2 separate regions of the Xenopus laevis genome follow, and region 1 is linked to region 2. Evidence: chromatin contacts called from public Hi-C data. All regions are on one chromosome and are shown on one strand. Each heading gives the region's core, a stretch centred on a gene start, on an enhancer-like site or on the middle of the called end of the contact. The rest is flanking DNA. Distances are from core to core; before and after follow the strand shown.

Region 1 (5,345 bases), core at 1,244-3,743, 81 kb before region 2:
AGTGTTGCAATGCAATTAGAACCATTTAAAGGCCAACCAAAAAAATAAACACATCTTTAAAAATAAACACTAGAATGGAACTGGTGTAAATGGCTCATCGTACCTTCCTTATCCTGAATCTTAGCCTTGACATTTTCTATAGTATCAGAAGGCTCAACCTGTAGGGGAAAACAAAGTAGTATTAAACATCTAATGGAGAGACAGCGGTAGAAGAAAGTCAGGAAATAGTAGTGGTCCCACGATGTACAAAATGTGTCACTGAGCTCAAGGGGAAGTAAGAATCAAATAAAATGTCTGATACAAAGTATCCCTATGGCACATAATGCAGAAAGCTTTCACACACTGCATAATAAAAGCAGCTTCTTTATTCGCTGCCCTGGGAGTTCATACCCCTCTGATTTCCAACGTGTAACATGGGGTCCATGAATAAATCATGTACAGTTATTAAATTCTATAGATTAAATACAGTCAGTGCCGGAATTCACAGTACAAAACCCATTAACACACAAAAACAGGGTGTAGGGGTAGGACTACAGGCATTTTCGGTGCGATCCAACGCAATGCGACAAAACGCTGGAGACTAATTGCATGCGATGGAAATAAGGTAAGTGAATGCATTGTCTGACGAAGTCGCAGCATTGATCCGACGCGACTGTCTGCAGACAGTCGCGCCGGATCAATGCTGCGACTTCGTCAGACAATGCATTCACTTACCTTATTTCCATCGCAGGTGATTTGTCGCAGCGCGTTGGATTGCGCCGAAAACGTACCTTAACCCGCCCACCCCCAGATAAGCCTGTGTTGTCACAAACCCTGCCAGGTACTTATCATAAAGGCGAACAACCCCTTTAAGAGAATAACTTTCAGTAAGTTACAGAATGGCCAGTTTTAAGCAGCCTTTTCAGAGCTTGTATTGCTCTTCATTAATTTTTATAGTTTGTCTTGTCTGAATCTTTCCAGCTTTCAAATCGGGGGTCACTGACCCCATCTAAAAAACATGGCTACAAATGTATTGTCATTGCTACTTTTTTTTTTTTTAATCAATCGTCTTTTTCAGGCCTCTTCTATTCCAGGCTGCTAGGGTAATTTGGACCCTAGCAACCAGATTGCTGATATGACAAAAATCAATTGCAAATTGTCTCAGAATATCCCTATACATCATACTAACCATTCATTTAAAGGTGAACAACCACTTTAACCACTTTTACAAATATTCCCTTGTGTATGGTGCTGGCTAACAGTGGCACCCACAGAGCTAAATGGTAACATGTGTTTGGTAAAGGAATAGAGATTTTTTTAATACAGTTAAATCTTTGTCTCTTGTCCTACATTGGGGGGGGGGACACATTCCTCATGGGGATGTAGATCCTACTGGTGCCCGTGTCCCCCAATGTAGGGAAGAGACTAGTGGAGAGAGGAGTGTAGGGGGTTCTGCTCTGGGGGCTACAGATGTAGATAAATAATAAGTCCTTGCTGGCTCAGTACATGGAGATCAGTGTGGGGGGAATTAGCAGGTAAGTGAGAGGCAGGAGAAGTCAGACAGTAGTGAGTGTAATACAGAGGCTAAATCCATTTTATTAAAGGGGTTGTTCCCTTCAGATTAACTATTAATATGATGTAGAGAAATATTCTGAGACTATTTGCAATTGGTTTTCATTTTTTATTACCATTACTATTTATTAAACGTTAAGCCTTACAGGGTATTTGTTTTTTAGAAGGGGTTTGAAAACTGGAGAGAGCTAGAAAATGGCAGCAAATTAAAAACTATAAGAAATTACATCATGAAGACCAACTGAAAAGTTGCTTAGAATGAGGCATATAACATACTAAAAGTTAATTTAAAGGTGAACCAACGCGTTTCATGCCTCATAGGAAATTACTCAGACAATTCTGGGCAATGATTTCACTTGTCTCCATCATTTTGTTTTATGGATGAGAGTGAAAGGAAGGCAGAGAGAGAAGTGGAGAGAAAGAGAGAGAGAGAAGTGCAGAGACAGACAGGGAGCTCACATGGCAGCCCCAAGTGCAACAGCATGGATGAGAGAGAGGCTGCTGCCCAAGGAGAATGAGACGTATTAGCCAGTCTCCCGGCATGCACAGCGCACACACACGGGTGGATTGTGGGGTCTGTACGAGAGTCACATCTTAGTGACACCACAACAGCAGCCCCGGCACATGTCCCAGTGTCTCCCCACCAACGCGGCTCCGCACGTACCTCGAGGGTGATGGTCTTCCCCGTGAGGGTTTTCACGAAGATCTGCATGATGAGGCCCGATGCACCTGCCATGGAAGAGAAGGGCACATTAAACAGCACGTAGACATCATTCCCAGCGGCAGCAAAGCCTCCATCCTACGCCTTTTATTCCCCTGACTCCGGAGAGCGGCCGCCACACTCACCTCCTGCTAATGGCGGATCCTAGAGAGAGAGGACCTCCTTCCGGCCGCACGGGGTTTTCCTGGCTCAGGCGCAGGGGGGTTGTGGGCGTAGAGAGGTGGCCGCCGCGTTGCCTGTGCAATACACTTTCCATAAATACCGGTTCCGTTGGGTTGGGAAGGTCACACAGAGCCACTAGTAGATATTGCCGGCTGCTGAGAAAATTAATTACGCGATTTACGCCTGTTAAAATGTTCCATTTAGGAGCGAGGACCCTCGGAACCGCGCGGCATTCTGGGATTTGAAGTATCTGTCAAATTATGTGGCTTATAGGTTTTTTTTAATGTGTATGAAATTCGTATTTAACCAATGCACCGTTTTTTATAAATAGTGTCTGAACCCATGCATTGAATACGTTTTTTTTTTATCTGATTGTGTTGTTTTGTGTAAAATTGAGGGCCAAGCTAACAGGCACGCCCATTGAGCAGGCGCCCCGCCCCTTGGTAACGGCCTTAGTAACAAAATGGAACGCATACATCCTGGCTGGGAGGCACCTGAGGGCGGGGCTGGGAAGTACCTTAGGGTTGGTCTGGGAGGCACTTGAGGGTGGGGCTGGGAGCTACCCACGCCCGGACTGGCAATCTGTGGGTTCTGCCAAATGCCAGAGGGGCTGCTATAAGGTCCCATAGAAAGTCAGTATTTAGTGGGCTGATTGGGCCTCTGTGTACCTGAAATGCCAGGGCCTACTTTAATTCTCAGTCTGGACCTGGAGGCAGTAGCGTCACTAGAGGGGGGCGGGCCCTGGTGCGTGATGCGCAGCTGGGCCCCGGGGCCCCGCCCCCCCTCCGTTCGGCCACATTTGGCTGCATTTGACAGTGGCGGGTGAGCTGCCGGGGGGCCCTGAGGGGGTGTGGGCCCTGGCCCGCTCGCACCCCCTGCTCCCCCCGGTAGTTCCGCCACTGCCTGGAGGCACCTGAGGGCAGGGCTGGCAAGTACCTGAGCTTCTATTGGAATCTGTTGGATGCTCGTGCGTATGCGCCAGTTGACACGAATTTGGCAAATCGATGTGGAAGTGGACAGTCAGCAAAGTAGGGGGGACCGGACTAGGGGTAGCAGGCAGAGGTAGTACGTGCCTTGCGCCCCCCAAACTTTGCACCCTAGCCACGTGCCTACTCAGCCTACCCCCCCTAGCCCTGAACAAGTCTAAAGCAACTGGACTGGATGAGAAAACTCAGAAAGTGCAGTTGCTTCAGACTCCACTAGACACTGAGTGGGACATTCACTAAGATTTGTTATTGCGCCAGCGTCCACTTCGCCAGGCGTATTTTCACCAGCGCTATGCAAATTCACTACAATCCGAAGTTGCGCTCAGGGGTAGCGTAAGGTTGCGAAGTTGCGCTAGCGTTAATTCGACAAGCAAAGCGAAGTTACGCTAGCGATGGTTAATTTGCATACGGCGCCAAATTGAAGTTACAATGGAGGTATATGTAGCAGCACTACACAAGCCTGGGAAACCTTCAAAACAGCAAATACGATTTTTATTTTGCCCTACACATGTGCCCACTGTATAGTTAAGTTGCCATGAGTTAGGAAATGTAGGGGGGAAGGAGGGGAGCCCCAAAAAAATTTCGATCTTTTTCAGCCTATCACCCATAAAAAATGAAAAAACGCCATCGTTTATTGGGAAGCAAATCCCTATCTACTCTATTGCACTTCGCCTGGTCTGAGGTGGCGAAGGAAGTCTGGCGTAAAAGGTAGCGTTCAGAATCATTCACGCATTAGTGAATTTGCGTAGTTACGTCTCGTCTGTTGCGCAAATTCGCCAGGCGTAAGGGTGCGAAGTAACACTAGCGAATTTACGCCAGCATTCGTTAGTGAATCGGCGAATTAATGAAAATGCGATACGCTGGCGTATTCGCGCTAGCGTGAGGCGCTTTGGGGTTTAGTGAATTTGCCCCTGAGTCTCATAAGCTGCACGGCTGTCAATCTCTGTAGTAAAAACAAAGGAACAAAACATGAAGTTTTATAACGCCAAAGCAAACAGTCACAAGACTTACAACTATTTTATGCTTTTATGTTTCCAAACTATTTCAACATGTTAAGTGTGACCTGTATCTTTTAACAGAAACTGTGTCTTCCATGATTTTATGTAATGCTGGTTTTTGAATTGTATTTATGTTTCATTATGAATTTGGTTTCAATAAAAATCACTGACATCTCCTCCGCAGGGGGGCGAATCACAGTTGCCCTGTGGCTCCCAATTACAGGGCTGCTTCACCTTCAGACTCTATTCATTTCAGTTTCAGACATTTCCCCAGAAAAAAAGACTTTTTCCAATTACTTTCTATTTTCTATTTGTGACCGTTTTTCTAATATTCAAATTTAACGTTTAATTTTTCACCTTCTAAAGCAGCTCTGGAAGGGGGGGGGTCGCTGACTCTGTAACTGTTCTAAATTGATACATTTAGTTGATACATTTGTTATCTTTGTCCCTGCTGAGCAGAAACCCTGAGTCATTAAAGGGGTGGTTCACCTTCAGGTTAACTTTTAGTATGTTATAGAATGGCCAATTCTAAGCAACTTTTCAATTGGCCTACATTATTTATTTTTATAGTTTATGAATTATGCCTTCTTCTCCTGACTCTTTCTAGCTTTCAAAAGGGCCCATCTAAAAACAAATGCTGTATAAAGCTACAAATATATTGTTATTGCTAGTTTTTATTACTCATCTTTCAGTTCCGACCCTCCCCTATTAATATTTCATATTCTCATTCAAATCAATGCATGGTTGCTAAGGTAATTTGGACCCTAGCAATAAGATTTGCTGACATTGCAAACTGGAGAGCTGCTGAATAAAAAATGAAATAACGTAAAAACCACAAATAATAAAAAATGAAAACCGATTGCAAATTGTCTCAGATTATAGCTCCCTACATCATACTAAAACTTTACTCAAAGGTGAACAACCCCT
Region 2 (6,070 bases), core at 2,384-4,883:
TGTCTGGTAAGACTGGGGGGGGGGGTAGGGTTAAGGTTAGGGGTTTGCACAAGGAGAGTCACTTTTCCTGTGAAATGAAATGATGCAGATTTATGTGAAACTTTGTGTTGCAAGAATGTGACATGTGTAACCGCTGCTGAAATGCGCCGACGCAACTCTTGGAATGCCTTGTGATATGTACAACCAGAAACCAATAAACGCTTGTAGAACTTAATCCTCCTGCCTGATCATTGGCCCGTCCAGCTGTCCCATGGCTTTCACTGGTGTACAGCTCACGTGTGATTGGTTGTGTGGAGTGGGTGGTGTCTGTGGGTTAGAGATTACTGTAGCACAATGAGGAGTACAAGCTCCCACTGCCCCTATAAAGCAGATTTAAAAGTTAGGTAAAGTGAGAGGGGGCTAGTCTAAGCACTTTTGCAATGTACATTCATTATTTTGGTTTTATTCCAAGATATTAAGGAATACATGTACTGTTAATATGAATGAATGTTGATACAACAGCGCCACCTGCTGGTCAGTTTCCCACCAGTCTGACCACCAAGTAGTCAAGGAAGTTGTCAGGAGAAAGAAAGAGGCTGCTCTGATGTTCTTCTGCTTAGGAAAGATTTGAGAAAGGTTTTTTAATTTTATTCCTAAGCAGAAGAACATCAGAGCAGCCTCTTTCTTTCTCCTGAAACTTCCTTGACTACTTGGTGGTCAGACTGGTGGGAAACTGACCAGCAGGTGGAGCTGTTGTAACAAAATTCATTTATATTAAAGGGGTAGTTCACTTTCAAACAACTAGTTGTTTTCAGACAGATCACCAGAAATAATGACTTTTTCCAATGACTTTCTATTTTCTAATATTGAAGTGTAAAGTGTCGTTTTTCACCTTCTAAAACCGCTTTGTGAGGTGGGGTGGTCGGCGACCCTGTAAACTGTTCTAAATGGATACATTTAGTTGATACATTTCTTATCTTTGTCCCTGCTGAGCAGAATCCCTGAGTTTCATTACAGGCAGCTGTTAGAATTGATACAATAGTTGCTAATACTCCAGAGATGCTGCTGAGAAATGTATCAACTAAATGTTACAAAATTGTAACAGTTCAGAATCTGCACCTGAATTACTGAGCTGCCAGACTCAAACACCAGAGACAAACATTCACCTTTAAACTTAGATGTTGGAAAAACAGTAAAAAATAAATAATGGAAAGTAATTGAAAAAAGTCTTTATTTCTAGGGAACAACCTGGAACCAACTGAACTGAAAAAAAAGTGTTTGGAAGGTATTGGAATAAATAATGAATGTAAATTGCAAAAGTGCTTAGTATAGCCCCTCATTCATTTATTTTTAAGGTTTACTTATCCTTTAAAGGGAAAGGGAGAATATGTTGGGTTGGTTTGTTTTTGGGGATAAATAATGTGTAGGAAAATAGTGTGTCCCTGGGCAGTGAGTAAATACTCGTTCCACTACTGTACAGACTGTACTGACACCTGGGGAAGGTCAATAGAAAGTGGCTTTATTCCCTGGCAGGGGGCAACGTGGGATCTGGTAGCCCTACTGAAATGTGCAACTCTATACACTGACCAATTCAGCTTCAGTCTCTTCCCCTGTATCATGGGCACTTGAGTTTGTAGGGGGGGGGGGCAGATAAACCACATGTGGGTCCATGTGATTGGGGGGTGTGATGTTTATAGGACATTAAATATAAGCCCCCATCTAAAAAACAAATGCTCTGTAAGGCTACAAATGTATAGATATTGCTACTTTTTATTCATCTTTCTATTCAGGTCTCTCCTATTCATATTCCAGTCTCTTATACAAATCAGTGCATGGTTGCTAGGGTCATTCGGGCCCTAGCAACCTGATGGCTGAAATTGCAAACTGGAGAGCAGCAGAATAAAAAGCTCAATAACCCAAACGCCACAAATAATAATAAAATGAAAAACCAATTGCAAATAGTCTCAGAATATCCCTCGGTACATCATACTGACGGTTCATTAGAAGTGGAACAACCCCATTAAGGAGACATTCAGGAGTCTGAATACACTGGGCTGATATTAACAGGCTGTTTGTGTTTCAATAGAAATAAATCAGAAGCGTCACATTCTGCCAAATGTATCACCTCTTATTCAACATGAAATGAAATTCCAAATCTGCACAACGAATGGCTAAAAATTGTTTTATTAGGGATGCACTGAATCCAGGATTCAGTTTGGGATTCGGCCTTTTCCAGCAGGATCCGGGTTTGGCCGAAACCCTTGTGTGTGGTTGAACCGAATACTAATTTGCGTATGTACAGTAAATCAGGTGCGGGAAGGGAAATCATGTGACTTTTCATCTCAAAACAAGGAAGTAAAACATTCTATTTCCACTTTTTCCTTTCCCACTTCTAATTTGCAAATTAGGATTTGGTTCAGTTTTCGGCTGGATCCCAAATAGTGGATTTGGTGCATCCCTAAATCTTATACCCAATTTGTGGTGTCCTATACAGTATGGTACTTGTGTCACTGCCCTATGGCATCTCCCACATTAACCCCCAAATCACCATGTCCCTTTATCCTGAGTCACATCTACAATCCGTGGAGCAGATTCTACAACCTCACCATAAAGGGTGACCCTGGGTACCCACCAACACTAGAGGTGCACTGTTAACGTGAAAAGAAAAAAAATGCGACCAGCTGAAGGTGTTAAAGGAAAACTATACCCCCAAAATGAATACTTGAGCAACAGATAAGTTTATATTAAATCAAGTGGCATAAGAATCTTCTCAAACTGGTCTATATATTTAAGTAAATATTGCCCTTTTACATCTCTTGCCTTGAGCCACCATTTCGTGATGGTCTGTGTGCTGCCTCAGAGATCACCTGACCAGAAATGCTACAACTCTAACTGTAACAGGAAGAAGTGTGGAAGCAAAAGACACAACTCTGTCTGTTAATTGGCTCATGTGACCTAACATGTATGGTTTGTTGGTATGTTTGTGAGTACAGTGAATCCTACGATCTCAGGGGGCGGCCCTTATTTTTTAAAATGGCAATTTTCTATTTAGGATTACCCAATGGCACATACTACTAGTAAAGTATATTATTATAATCGCCGAACTGCCTTCTGCCTGCTATAATGAGAAAACGCCAGCGCAATGGCACTCGCTGCGCTTCGATTTCCAAAGTTGCCTCACGAGGAAACCGGGCGACTTCAGAAATCAAAGCGCTGCAAGTGCATTGCTGCAGGCAATTTTGCATTTAACACGGTGAAGGCAACCCCATACAATATCTAGCCAATTCCATACAATAGCCAATTCCATACAATATCTTTACCAATTTCATACAATATCTTTACCAATTTCATACAATATCTAGCCAATTTCATACAATATCTAGCCAATTCTATACAATATCTAGCCAATTTCATACAATATCTAGCCAATTTCATACAATATCTAGCCAATTTCATACAATATCTAGCCAATTCTATACAATATCTAGCCAATTCTATACAATATCTAGCCAATTTCATACAATTGGTAAGCAACCACAGGTGCCCCAGTACAACACTAAGTGGTGACACATGAAGCTAAAGGAACTGGCGGTGAATGAGTTAAGAGGGGGGGTACTTGTCCCTGAATTCCACAGAGACCTGTGCAGAAGCTCCAGGGGGAGTTACTGAATCCATTCAGCTGTTTCTGTAGATTCCTGTTCCCCCAGTTATATCAGTCCTCTAACACTGTGAGTGGTACAGCAGCACCACCTTGTGGCTAAAAGGTGCGAGTGTCTAATGACACATTGATGTAATAATCCCCAGAACATCCCAAACAGTATTAGAACTGCTCCCCTCTGCTCCGGCAAAGTGAAAGCCACTACCAGTAACAGCAGAGGCTCATATACAGACATAACCCTGAGTAGAACTACTAGGAGTCTACACCAGAGGTTTATATGCACCTAAACTCACAATCATCATTATAAGCCCCTGTATTAACCTCACATACAGTGATTATACTTGTCATTATGGGAATAGCTCACATTGGTCACATGGGCCAAATAACCAAAGTAGCGCTTGTTCCTCATGCCGATGGCTACCGTTTCCTTCTGTTTTACGACAGACACAAACAACAGCATCAGTCTCATGTCACAGTGACGAGTGCAGGTCCCTCCTGAATTCCACCGCAACTTCTCTAAAGGAAATAGATTTTACATCACAGCTAAATGTCCTCAATGACCGTATTATGAGATTAGATCCAATCATTTGCTCTCACTGTACTATAATGACTCTTGCACCCAGTGGGGTAAAGCAGAATATTCTTTTCAATTGTTTTTATTGACATTTTTGAATAAACAAAAAGAACAAGGAGCAACAAAGTAATAATAATTGTCAATTGCAAAATAAGAAAATAAATAGTATGCAATAATAAATTAACAAAACATCAAATAATTATATAAAAATTATATAAAATAAGATAAGATAAACCTTCCTCTCTATCAACAAAATATAACAAAATATTTACCCAAATAAAAACAAAAATGATCACATCCTCAGTCAATCTTAGAGCTTCAATGAGCAGAGAAAGAAGAATTTTCATCTGAATTATACATAAATCTTTCTATGTAAGTTCTATCTTCCGACTTCAGAATATTAAAAAGGGGAGACCAAAGTTTAAGAAAATTTTCTCTAAGACCTAAATTACCATACCAAAAACCTATTGCTTCATCAATGCAGAGAGATTTAAGGTAAGACAGTACAACCTTTAAATCTGGGGAAGTTTCTTGGATCCAATATAGAAAGATGGATTTACAAGAAGCGACAATGACCAAATGAACAAAATTTTTATATTTATTCCAAACTATATTTTTTGGAATATCAACATTAGAGGACAGAGGGACCTATGGCTGTCATTATAGAGATGCCAACCTGTGCAGACTGATCTTCTGTAGATTTTCATTTAGGGCTGCCACAGTCTGGCTGGTAAATTTATTTGGTGGAAAAGTTAATTTGGGGACTGATGCCATTGGTCTGATTTAACATAGAGCAAAAGGCAAAGGTCATGGTGTTGATACCAAGGGGTGCTGGGATAGAGCTGAGCTGCAGGGATATGGGATATGGATACTGGGGGCTGCTCAGTAATCAGCTTGATCCCTTGATGGGATATAGAGATATTGCTGAGGTTAATTTGCTGACTTGCAAAGCAAAGGAGACAGTTGTGCTCATCATAATACTGTATGTTCTTTTATTTGTGACTAGGAACCTTACTACTCCCAGCAGCTGCCGCAGACAAATAGATATGATACAGATAACCTAATTAATAAAGTTCCTTTATCTCTAGGCTTAAAGGTGGGATGTTTGCGCCATCTAGTGGCTGCTTAGTGTATTTCAGGTCTCATGTAACTGGCTGAATAGTTCTGCCACCTCAAAGCTCCACTCACAATCCCTGCTTTGTTTCTCTTTCATATCAAATCTCATATTAATATAATAATTACTTGCAGGATCATTGTAACCTTATTCTGCTACTCAAGGACATTCTGCACCGATTTCCTTGTTTTGGGGCTACAGAAGTCCTGTGTCTCGTTATATGTCTGAGCAGATACACTATAATTTGCGGTGCCTCCTGCCTAGGTCAGGACAGACTGGGCTCCAATATATATCCATGAGAACTTTTCTGATCCGCAATTACACACACAGATGGGGTTGATGGGTTTATTTTCAGGACACTGTATAAATCGTATGAACAGTTCTACAAGTCTAGAAATCGTATGAACTGTTCTAGTGAGATAATGAAAAATAGAGGCGATAAGGGGCAGCCTTGCCTGGTCCCTTTGAATATTTCAAATCGTGGTGACATTGCATCCCAAAGACTATTTGAGAATTGGGACTTTTATAAAGATATTTGATATATTGGTAAAATGGAACCGTGATGCCAAATTTATCAAGACAGACAAATAAGTGTTGCCAAATAATATTGTCAAATGCCTTCTCCGCATCAATATTAATGATGGAACTAGGAATCTTGTGTTTTTTGGTGAAAAATATTATGTGCATTAGAGCTCTAATGTTCTTCATCCCTCATCTATTTTGGGCCATCAAAATCACTGAAGGG

Evidence for each region. Hi-C and Micro-C count contacts between places; a contact is called where the count stands out from the background.
Region 1: a Hi-C map of the XL177 cell line shows a contact between it and region 2, with 3 times the contacts expected there. The contact joins the promoter of rps27a.S here to the enhancer-like site in region 2. A contact is called at or near these places in 2 of 4 Hi-C or Micro-C datasets (the XL177 cell line and the XTC cell line).

Annotation. Positions count from the first base shown.
Region 1 is chr5S:25,271,643-25,276,987 of Xenopus_laevis_v10.1, reverse strand. It overlaps rps27a.S (ribosomal protein S27a S homeolog), which reads right to left and starts at 2,493. Exons shown (of 6, transcript NM_001092596.1): 1 at 2,398-2,493; 2 at 2,216-2,280; 3 at 104-158. The coding sequence starts at 2,263.
Region 2 is chr5S:25,190,739-25,196,808 of Xenopus_laevis_v10.1, reverse strand. It overlaps rtn4.S (reticulon 4 S homeolog), which reads left to right. Exons shown (of 10, transcript NM_001089769.1): 10 at 1-207. Among protein-coding and RNA genes, the nearest start is that of rtn4.S, 38 kb to the left of the region's middle. Within about 2 kb of position 3,633, at least 1 of the 7 cell types and tissues checked has an H3K27ac peak or open chromatin away from gene starts, as enhancers often do.